2 separate regions of the Columba livia genome follow, and region 2 is linked to region 1. Evidence: chromatin contacts called from public Hi-C data. All regions are on one chromosome and are shown on one strand. The core of a region is the stretch at or near the end of the contact, and the rest is flanking DNA. Distances in the headings are between cores, read along the strand shown.

The links. Hi-C and Micro-C count contacts between places; a contact is called where the count stands out from the background.
Region 2: a contact with region 1 is called in a Hi-C map of crop, with 3 times the contacts expected there. The contact joins the promoter of SFXN1 here to the enhancer-like site in region 1. A contact is called at or near these places in 2 of 2 Hi-C or Micro-C datasets (crop and liver).

What each region holds. Positions count from the first base shown.
Region 1 is chr14:3,311,780-3,317,152 of bColLiv1.pat.W.v2, forward strand. It overlaps LOC135575384 (a long non-coding RNA gene), which reads right to left. Exons shown (of 3, transcript XR_010466006.1): 3 at 2,135-2,825. Among named protein-coding and RNA genes, the nearest start is that of MSX2, 130 kb to the right of the region's middle. Within about 2 kb of position 1,507, at least 2 of the 3 cell types and tissues checked have an H3K27ac peak away from gene starts, as active enhancers do.
Region 2 is chr14:3,678,319-3,683,373 of bColLiv1.pat.W.v2, forward strand. SFXN1 (sideroflexin 1) reads left to right here and starts at 1,651. Exons shown (of 11, transcript XM_065029556.1): 1 at 1,651-1,795. It overlaps DRD1 (dopamine receptor D1), which reads right to left and starts at 1,337. Exons shown (of 2, transcript XM_021289222.2): 1 at 617-1,337.

The DNA of each region.
Region 1 (5,373 bases), core at 257-2,756:
ACGGAGTTCCCCGAGCAGCTCTCCTCAGTCATGTCTGTTGGATCTCAGAGCCCCTTGGAGGGTGGTTCAAAGCCACCCCTTGCAGGGGACAGTAGCTGAGCAAGGCGCTTGTGTGATGCCATGTGTGAAAACATTGGCCTGAACATTTTAATGGTTGTAAACACAACAGGATGCAATTAGTACGTGTAACTCATCCCTGAGATAAGCGAGCTTGGGAGCACCCATTTCAGAATAGGAAGTTAAGCATGCAGGTATTAAAATTACTTCAATAAAAATATATGTTGAAAGAATTGGAAGCGAACCCCATAAGACCGGATTCTTAGACCTTTATCCTCTGTACTAGAGAAGTAGTTATTTTATTCCTCTAACAGGCCATGATCCATGGGAAAATACTTCTATAAAACAACCATTAACTAATTAATAACATTCTGGCTTGAGTTGCCTACTTATAATCCATCTTTTCCCACATATTCAAGTAAGTTAAAGCTGTATAATTCTAACCTCACATTTACTTGATGGGCAGCTCATTTGTTGTGATGGAAGAGTCCTTGAAGAAGTGCCTGCTACCCACTTATTTCCAAGGTAAATGAAACAAACTGCAAATCAAGGACACCATTAAAACTTGCCCATATAAAGCAAGGGTCTGGTTCAGAGCTGTCTGGTTGACTATGCATTGGATCAGGCCCAAATTGCAATTGGTTTGCATATTTCCCAAAGAAATTCCAGTACATAAAATGCCCATGAATGCAAATATGTTGTGTTTTTCTATTTGTATAATTTGACAGAGGGTGGCTTGAAAATGAATGCACACAATAGGATTATACAATATTCTCAGGGATTCAAGCAAGTTGCTGTCTGCCTAAGGGAAGGCCAATCTAGTGATTAAAGCTTAACCTCTGGGGAGGAGGAAATCGCAGTTGTGTTCCCCGAATGGCCGCATATTTGTGCAGTCACCAAACTTTTCACGCCTCTGCCCTGCAAACAGGGACAGCGCCTATTTACGCAGCTTCACCAGCCCATCCACATTTGTATGTTGATAGCAGAGCAACAAGAGAGAGATGGTGTTGAAAGGCAAATCACCTCCTGACTTCGTTCCATATATATATTTGTGCCATGAATAGAGCAGCACTCAGTGCACATATGTCTTTGCTTATAATATTATAAATATTTTACCCCATCCATGCCTTGCCTTCCCTTCCCCCAACACTCTCTCTTTTTTAGGTGTTCATAGTTGTCATTCCCAAGAACATCTGAAAGCAACAGGATGGCATCACCCTCCAGCTCCCCCTTCTCTGACTCTCCTGAGAAGCTCTGTGTCCTATTGTCAGTGTTCTATATATTTACATCAACAGCAGAGGCTGGGGATGTGGGCTTTTTCGTTTATGTGAGTCTCACTGCCACAGGGGGTATTTAACTTTCTGCCCTGGTTGCTGTAATTCTCTCTCCAGTGGATATACAGTTCAGATCAGGTTCCTATTGCTGTGATGACAGGCATTCAGCAGGCACTGTAATTGCAGAGTTAAAACAGCTCATTTTCTTACTGGCAAGCTGTAGTTAAAGAGGTGCTAGGAGGCAGCCTGGCTGTCTGCAGAGGAACTGATCAAAGCACTGAAAGGCATCTGGCTTGTCTCTGTTTTCTTTCACCACCCCCCTTGCTGATGGAGGGGAAAAAAAAGAAAAGAGAGAGAGAGAAGGAGAGAAAAAGCGAATGAGGAAAAAAAAAAAGAGAGAAACAAAATAAGGAAAAAACTATTAAAAAGGAATTTATGAAAATGAATACTTGTCCCTTTCCTAAGGGTAAAAGGCAGTGTCTTATTAGAGACACTAAACACAGTTGGCTTAGGTCTATTTTTTTTAACTCTCTGTATTTTGTAATCAGAAAATTGGGGCTTGTGAACATTTGTGTCTATTTCTATTAGCTCTTCCTAGTAAGACAGTTAAGCCATTGCTAGTGCTTTCCTCGCTGCAGAGACTGAACTTTGCTCATCTCTGTACCAACGTCGTCCTCCCTTATCAGGCACAGCTTTTTCTTCTTCTGACCTCTACCCTCCCCTGAAGGACATAAGGCTCAAGCCGGAATGCAGTGGACAATGGGATTCTGAACTCCGGATTAACTACAAAAGTACAAATGAAACACGTTCTTGCTTAACTTTTATTTGTTCTAATTAGTTCCTGTTATAAATTTCAGCAAATCACACAGGAAAAGGTAAACAGAGTTGACAAACCACTTGAGATGTTCATATGAAAGGCAAAAGAAGGGGAAAAAACTCCAAAAGCTGAGGAAGGCATCTATCAACTGAATTGAGATCAATGATCTAAAAGACACCAAGAAGTCAATCAAATTTATTTTCCCAATGATATAAGGGTGTCCCTTGGCAAGCAAATGGCTCCGTTTCCAAATAAGAAAAGAGATGCTGCATCTTAGAGAAAAGCACCGTTCAGGTGAAAATAACTGAAAGGTGGGAATCGCTTTCTATGAGCCAAAGGGATAAAAGGTTATCAGGACAGTAAGAGCTCGCAGCTGAGGGCACACGCTCTCCTCCAGCAGCTCTGTGAAGTTCCTGCTTACGGAGGCTTTGAAAGGAAAAGAAATGGAACATGATCCATTATATACTATTTGACAACATTTTTCAACCAGGTTTCCAGGCTGGCACGGTGCAAACGCAGCGGGATTTCTGCCGTCTCTTCTGAGCCCTCTGTCATCGGAAACTCATCAGGGAGAGAGTTCGTTCTCGCTTTTGCTCCCCTCGCACTTCATTTTTTCATCCACTATCTCTTTACGGTGACACCACCATCTTCCCATGGACAAAAGAGGAGTTCAGAGTCTTTGAAAGAAGAAAACAAACTTGGTAACTCAACAAGGAGCCTAGACAGGCAATGTTGCAAATTAAGTTGAAAGAGGCCCAGTTACTGCGCCATTATTTGATTTCCCCTTCTCTAATCCCTTGCTTGTAATTAGCATAATTTATTAACATATTAGAGCCATGCATGTGAACCCTCTTTATAGTTGCTGAGTGCTCCCTGAGGCTGCCTAGTGAAAGCTTTTCCCCACTGTTTAATAATATGTTACATAAGGAAAACCAGCTTCTGATATCATTTAAATTATGACTTTCTTTTCTGCCTCTGAACACTCATTTCCTTTAAATGAGGTTAATTTCCTTAAAGAATGAAAATCCTCCGATTTCAGTTTTCCATTCATTAGACCCCCTTAGTTCAACATGAAAAAGTCACACGCCAAGAGGGAAAATAAAAATAAAGAAAAAGAAAAAAAAAATCCCATTGAACTTCAAAAATAACCATCCTGAAAAGAGATTTGCTGTCATCCTGAATTCTCTTCTCCTTTCTGGACCAAGAAGGGAACAACACAGGCTGTCAGGAGATAAAGATGGACATGCTGCTTTCCATTAAATGAGTTTCTCCCATCCAGCACGTAAGGTCCTCTGAATCCTAAGGGCATTTTCAGAGTTGGAAACCTGTGGTTCTCCTCTGGGGGATCACAGCGCAGTTTAATGGGCCAACAGCCAAACACGGATCTCTTCATATTCTCCCAGATAGTTTCCCTTCTTTCAATTAATCTGCTGCAGATATTTGGGAGCGGATGGGCAAACAAGGCCACCCCTGTCCTTGCTCTGATCACCAGCCTGATGCAGGCCCACCCTTGGGACAGTTCTTCCACCGCTCCCTAGTGCTGTGATAACCAAACCAAGGGCAGCTTCAAGAGGTAGCTCAACACTTCTCTTGAAATGTGGAATTTCCTCCTAGCTCCTCTACAATCTGTGCAGAAACACAAATGCATTTTCTTCTTGAATGCTGGCTCAGGAGTTAGTTAGCCCTAAGTCCACGGTCAGGTACTAGCTAAGCAGAAGACGTGCTCAAGAGAGGCAAAAACAGTGAGAGTTTTTGAAGTACTAGCCAAAAAAGTTGGTTTTCTGCTTCTCCTCTGGGTGCTTGTGTGATGTTTGGCTCACCCAGTATGTAAGAGCTTGACTCTAGCTGAGTTCAAGGTGATTTAACTGCTAATACCTTTGAGGATTTAGGCCTCTGTTGTATTTCAATAAACTGGGTATAAAGTAATTTCTGTACCTTAAAGAACAGCTGTGAGCTATTAAAGCTTGTAGCTGTGTACTCAAGGTAGATAATTCCTCCTCTTGTCATTGCAGTGAGCACAGCCCAGCCACAGATGGCACTTCTAGCTGTGGACTGATGCATAACAGCAGCATCATTCACGTTAACGATAATTTAAATACAGCGTTACCATGCTAACAAAAAGGGCACCCTGCTTTTCTTTAAAAATAAGTACCTAAAATAACAAAACCTCCAGTGAAAGGCATTATAAACACATCATTTTGGAAACGATGAGAACAGAAACAAGCTCGGAGGAGCCCCGTGTGCTCCCTGCTCTGCGGGCAGCTCCATGCTGGACACCTGCCAGACGCCAGGGCTGCACTGGGATGTGCGCGAGCTCCCGTTCACCAGTAGATAATGATGTGGGCTGGACAACGTTCTGCTGAGTTTGGGGCAAAATTTTGAGGCAGAGCTTATGTTTTCAGCCCCAGTTTCAGCCCCTTCATCTAAGGAAAAACTAACTTTAAGAGCATGAAAATTGCATTAATTTGCAGAGTAAATTTTTTTCAGGACCTCGAAGAAGTAAGTGAATGTTTTTGTTGCTTGTTCTTCATCACTGGGGAAACCCAAGGGTGATTAAATTAACTTGCTGGAAATCACAAAGCCAGAGATACAATAAGAAAACCTGTTTTCTGACTGATACTGGAGGTGTATTGACTTGGGGATTGTAGGGAGTAGTTTTTGTGAGAAAATGCCGGTTTCTTGAAAGCAAAATTTCTGTGGAAAGGGACAACCTGTCTAACCAGGCATAATTCTTCCTATTGAGAAAAATCCTTGCTGCAGGTGGGAGAAATTGAGGCTCAGAAAGAACAATTTGGATTTGTCTCTCTTTCTCACCCAAAGTGAATGCCACCAGGCCCTTCGAGCGAGCAAGAATTCTTTATAATAGCTTCACACCAGTGTGGAATGGGAAAACAAGTTCCCATCTCACCCGTTGGTTTTTGACTCCCAGCACTTGACTGAACCAGAGTCTATGGTTCCTCTCTTCTCCCTTCTGAAGCTGATTTACTGCGGTATTTACCTGATTTAGGGCTGCTCTTCTTCTATGTTCTCCTCAGGAGCACCAATGTCTGGGATGTTGCAAAATATATCAAGCTTTTGGGTGTATTTATGTGTATTGAAATGTACTTTTCATGGTACGGCTGCACACACCCTTTCCACTATTCAGCCTCCTCTCCTCCCACTTAAAAACAAGCCTTTTGAAAGCAGAAGAATAATTAAAAAAAATTTAAATCTGCCTCAGGTAAT
Region 2 (5,055 bases), core at 401-2,900, 370 kb after region 1:
GACCAAGGGTCCTTTTTTATGGTCCTTTCATCCCCAAATGGACTTCACCCACTTTGAATCATCCTGCACACTGAAAGGTTTATGAGCAGGAACAGAAAATGCACAAATACAGTCCACCCTACAGACTGTTTTTTAAGCAGTCCCTTCAGAAAAACACTGCACCACCCCAGTATGAACTAACCTAATTCAGACAGCTCACCTGCAAGTGTTCTGCTGTTGTCCTCTGCAAATATACCCCACAGACAGGAAGGCAATCACTTTTCCATGCTTGCATATACTCCCACTTAAATAGGCTATTGATCGAGTATTTCCAGTGTCCATTGCACTAGCCCTTCCTATTTACTGGAGCGTACTATACAAGGTGCTTTTTCTCTAGTTTCCTAAAGGTCTCACTGACAAAACACTCCATCCTTCCTCCCCAGTACACTCCTGTTACAAAATGCAACAGTCCTCTATTTCTGGACAGCGTCAGAAAGCAAATCTTCACTTCGTTTCAAATTGGTTTACACTTCCAAGACAAAGAAAATAAATATACAGTAGGTGTGTTTTGAAGGTTTTCGGTAAGAAGTAGCTCATGTCATTTAGTTTTATTTAAACGAGAAATGCTGGCTCCTACCTTTCACCTCTGATTCTCTGTTTTCTCTGGGGTGCAGAGCTGTCTCTCCTCTTTTAGTTTTGGAATTGCATAGCAAATCTTATATACAAAATCAACACAGAAACACTGCATTGCATCAGGTGAGTGTGTGGTTTCTTTTTTCCCTGAAAGTGCAAATTGGCCGGGGAGAAGTAAAAACAGGAGCTGGCAGAGTTCGACCATCAGGAGTCAGTTTTCAAGGGAGCAGGAGGTCTGTGCTGTCGGACCGTGTGTGACGGACCCAGCCGGCGAGCGCTCAGTTGCCTCCATCCCACGGCCCCTGCTGATCACCCTGCAAACTCTGTTGGCCGCATCTGTCCCAGTGGCACTTTGTACATCCCGTCAAAGCAGCACATCAGGGCAAATCATCCCAGGCAAAAGGCACGGTATTCCCAACAATAGCAAGAGCCAAGTACCATTTCTTTCTTCTGTTGTTCCCTGGAAGGAGAAAGAAGGGCGAGAGGAGAAGAAGGACCTGAGTGACCTCCCCTCGGCCACGATGCAGGTGCGACACCAGCGGTACCCGCAGCCGGTTCCTCTTCCAGCGGGGACAGTCGCTTTAACGCTCCGCTGTCGGGTTGTAGCTTTCCATAACTACCCTGGAATAATCCCACCAGCTGCTTAGCGGGGCTGCGCTCCGGGCATCGGGTCCAGCTTTTAATATGCCTTTTTCCGTCTCAGAAAAGCGGGGGCGGAGGCAGCTCCTCATGCGTTCCCGCAGCCTGCCCCGGGCCGTGCATCTCCGGTGCCGGGGTGTCCCGGCGGCAAAGCCTTTCTTCTGCCCGGGGCAGGGCTCGGCAGCATCCTCCGTCCTTCCAGGAAAGGTCTGTCTGCCTGGCGTCTCCTCCTAAAGGATTAAGACGATGGAGAGACAGGCATGGAGGCACGCAGCGGGCAAAATGCGAGCCCCCTTCTCCTCCTCTAACATCTTCGGCTGGACGCAGCTTCTTCTGGGCAGCCTTCCCCCGGTTTTTCTGCTTTCCTGGGGAAAAACTTCTCAGGCAGCCGCAGAGGAAGGCAAAGCCGGGCTCCTGGAGCCGCTGTCCTGGAGTTTAGCGCAGCCGGGATTACTCTGCCCTGTCTGAGCTTCGCCGAGCTCCGGGGCGCTGCGTGATGCCTCGGCGCTACGAGCCAGCTGAGTTCAATTCATTGATGCGGAAAGTAAGTACCGGCACTAACTTGGGGCTGGGCGATGCTCAGGAGGCGGGCTGCGGGCCGAAGCACCCGCGGCTCCCGCGGCCCCCAGGGGAGCAGCGTTACCCCAGGGCACGCTTGGGAAGCTGGGGGTTGGGGGGGTCGGTCAGGACCTCCCTCCCGGCACAGCGGGGAAGGGGCGGCGAGCGTGGGGGTGCTCAGGAACAGCGGGGAGGGCCGGGCTGCCGCCGGGGCAGCGCTCCGCGCCGCCTCCCTCCGCGCCGCCTGGCGCAGCGGCGGCCGCCGGGCTCCCTCTCCTGGGCGGTCGCGGCCCCGCGGCCCCCCCCGTGCCCCTCTCCGCGTCCCCCCGCCGCCGGACCGCCAGGCAGCCCCGGGGGGCCGAGCCACGCCGGGACGCTCCGATTTCCACCCCCCGCTTCCAGGCCGAACCCGCCGCCAGAAACTCTTAAACCCCGGGTTCATAACATCGTTATCCCCGCGTGTGGACAAGGTGGGGGGAACCCAAAGCCCCGGTTCGCAGCTACACAAGCTGCCTGAGGACCCGTATCCCGACTAAGTTGCTGGAAATCAGGCGAGGGGAGAGCAGGGAAACAATTTGGGACCCGTCAGAGCCTCGGAGCGGGAACCCCCTGATGGCACATGGGGAGGTGTTCGGGGTTTGTGTCTGTAGAGAAAACTCGGTGCACTGAACTGCTGCCCTTGAGCGCAAAAATCTGCCACTCTCTTCACACCGTGTTTTCTCCTTTGCAAAAATCCTTCAGGTTCGGTAGTAAGCACCAAAACCAGAGCAGTTGCATCTCAGACCCCTTCTTTCTACAAAAGGGATTTTTCTTTCTTATCTTAGCCACAACAGGCAATGAAAGAAGATGAACGTGCTGATTTGCAAGGTGCTACGTTTGTGTAAGAATCTTACTCAAAGAAAACCAGAAAATGAAGATAAAAGATATCGCAGGGAGGTTAAAAACCTCACGGAAGTTTTTTAAGCTTACTAAGTTGTCAAGATAAACTTTGCAGGGTTCAGCATTAGTGAAATTGCTTTTGTGCCATCTGTAATTTTTCACAATGTCAGTTAAAGCAGATACAGTGCTATATTAACCTTGACTAGCTAACTAAAACACTTGTTTTCCTTCCCCCTCTCTTTATTTTTTTCCAACTGTTTCTCAGCAGCAAGTTCTCATTCTCCCCTTCTTATTATCGTGCCCTTTAATCATCATTCACCTCCAGAGAAGGGTGAAAATACACAAGAAAATTAATCCTGTATTGTTTGGTAATAGAGATTTCTAATGAAACTCCTTGTGAGTTTTCTTTTTCTGTTTTCAAGGTCGTCTTTTTTTTTCCTCTTGTTCTTAAAGCACAACAATGGTGATGTTTCCTGCATTAAAAAGATCTGTAGCACACTTCTGGTTTTGAAGTAGAAACCCTAGGCTGAGGAGAACATTGCCCGCGTAAGAACTCACTGAGCACGTTTGATTTTCTTTCCACTACAACTGTCCTGGATTATTCCAGGAGAAATCACAGCTCCAGAGCACACAAACAGCACAATCTTCGAGGCATACTGAGGACACATTGCAGAAACGAGAGCTGTCTGCTCTCAATCACCTGCTTATCTGAGTGAAATCTTCAGTTCAATTTTGCTCGGGAACAGCCTTTCCCGGGGAAGAGGCTGAAGACAGCATTGAAAGGCCCCAGTGCTGCTCACATGGGTGAGGGTTTAAATTTTTCATTTGAATATGAGATTTTTAAAAATGCCATTTATCTTCCTACTCCCAGCAGCTTTTAAGAATCTCACGGTCTTTATTCGTTTGGCAATTCTGTGTCTGTTTCAGAAGACAGAGCCTCTCTCCTGTCTCATCTCTAAATGTGAGTGATCAGGGATGAACATGAGGTCTGGCTCAGCCGAGACCGAACCAGTGGAGCAAAGCCCCTTCAACATCTACGTAGGTTTCGAACACCAGCATTTCATGCAGGGCACCCTGCTGTACTCATTTGTCACTCGAGCTAATTTGCAAGCTTTTAAAACTTTCATGACTTAATAGTCATACCCAGGTGAGGAACAAAAGTGAAATCCATTAAACCCCTATTATTATTCAGGTAAATTTAGTAGTGGGATTAGGCAGCCGATTGACACTCTGGGAGCCAGTTATACAAAGTACAGGGTAAATTTTCCTCTTGCTGCCTCCAGCCAATGCAAGAAAGATCCATTTTCATCGCGGTCAGGACTTGCCTAAAACTGCCAACAAGAGGATGACAGTGCAGGTGTTTCTCTGAGATTCAGAAACAAGCACAGGGCTTGTTTAATTCTCCCTGGGTACATACATTAAAAAGCTGCTTAATTTAATTTAATGCTTTTTGATAGCTACTGACCGATGCTGGAATCAAAGCAATGCCCAGCAAAGCAAAGCTTTTGTGTCTCTAATACGACCCTGCGAGGCACCTGCTCCTCCCAGGACACTCTGATTGGAGAAAGTCCTATTTGGTCCATATGAAGCTTTAAAAATACAAATACTGAGTAGTGTCTTGATCCAAATGGTATTAATCCAAACAGTAATTAGCTACTGGAAGACCAAGCCAAAGTTGAACAAGGTCCAGATCTTGTATTGAGAGATAAACATGCCTTAAGCTACAAAATAGCACACATACTAGAGCTGGAGAAAGGCAGCTTAATTTCCAAAACAATGCACAATGTGTGGATACAAATTGTACTCATGTCACTCTCTGCAGACTTTTTGAGTCTGCATGCATGGGATTTATTAAACATGAAATCAGCTGAGGCATGTTAGCAGAAATAATTTTAGACAAAATAGCTGTCAGGTTTGTAAATAACAGGTTATACTAATAAGCCAAAATAACTTTAGCCTCAGCTTAACCTTTGCGGGAAAATCAAGGGCTCCTGGTAATCGAACAACAGCTATGAAGTCTCTTAAAGATCAGTGAAGCACACTGGTTAAATTGATATTATTATGCTGGATATTCCACAGGGAAAACCACAGTAATGAGTACAAAAGCACAGAGCAAAAAGTAGCAGCAGAAACAACTCTTACGTTGCTGCTAAAAACAAAACAAAACAAACTCCAAGGATTTCAAATTCATTCTTGGATGATAAAGACCCACCAGCAGCGAAAAAAGGATCAGTGATAGAAATGATTTCTAGTCCCCAAACGCTGCCAACAAGAGGCCTAAATATTCAGTATTTTGATTGTAGATTATGGGCATGTGCATCTTCAGCTGGACGTTACAGTCTAGAGGATTCAATAGGGTTGATCTCA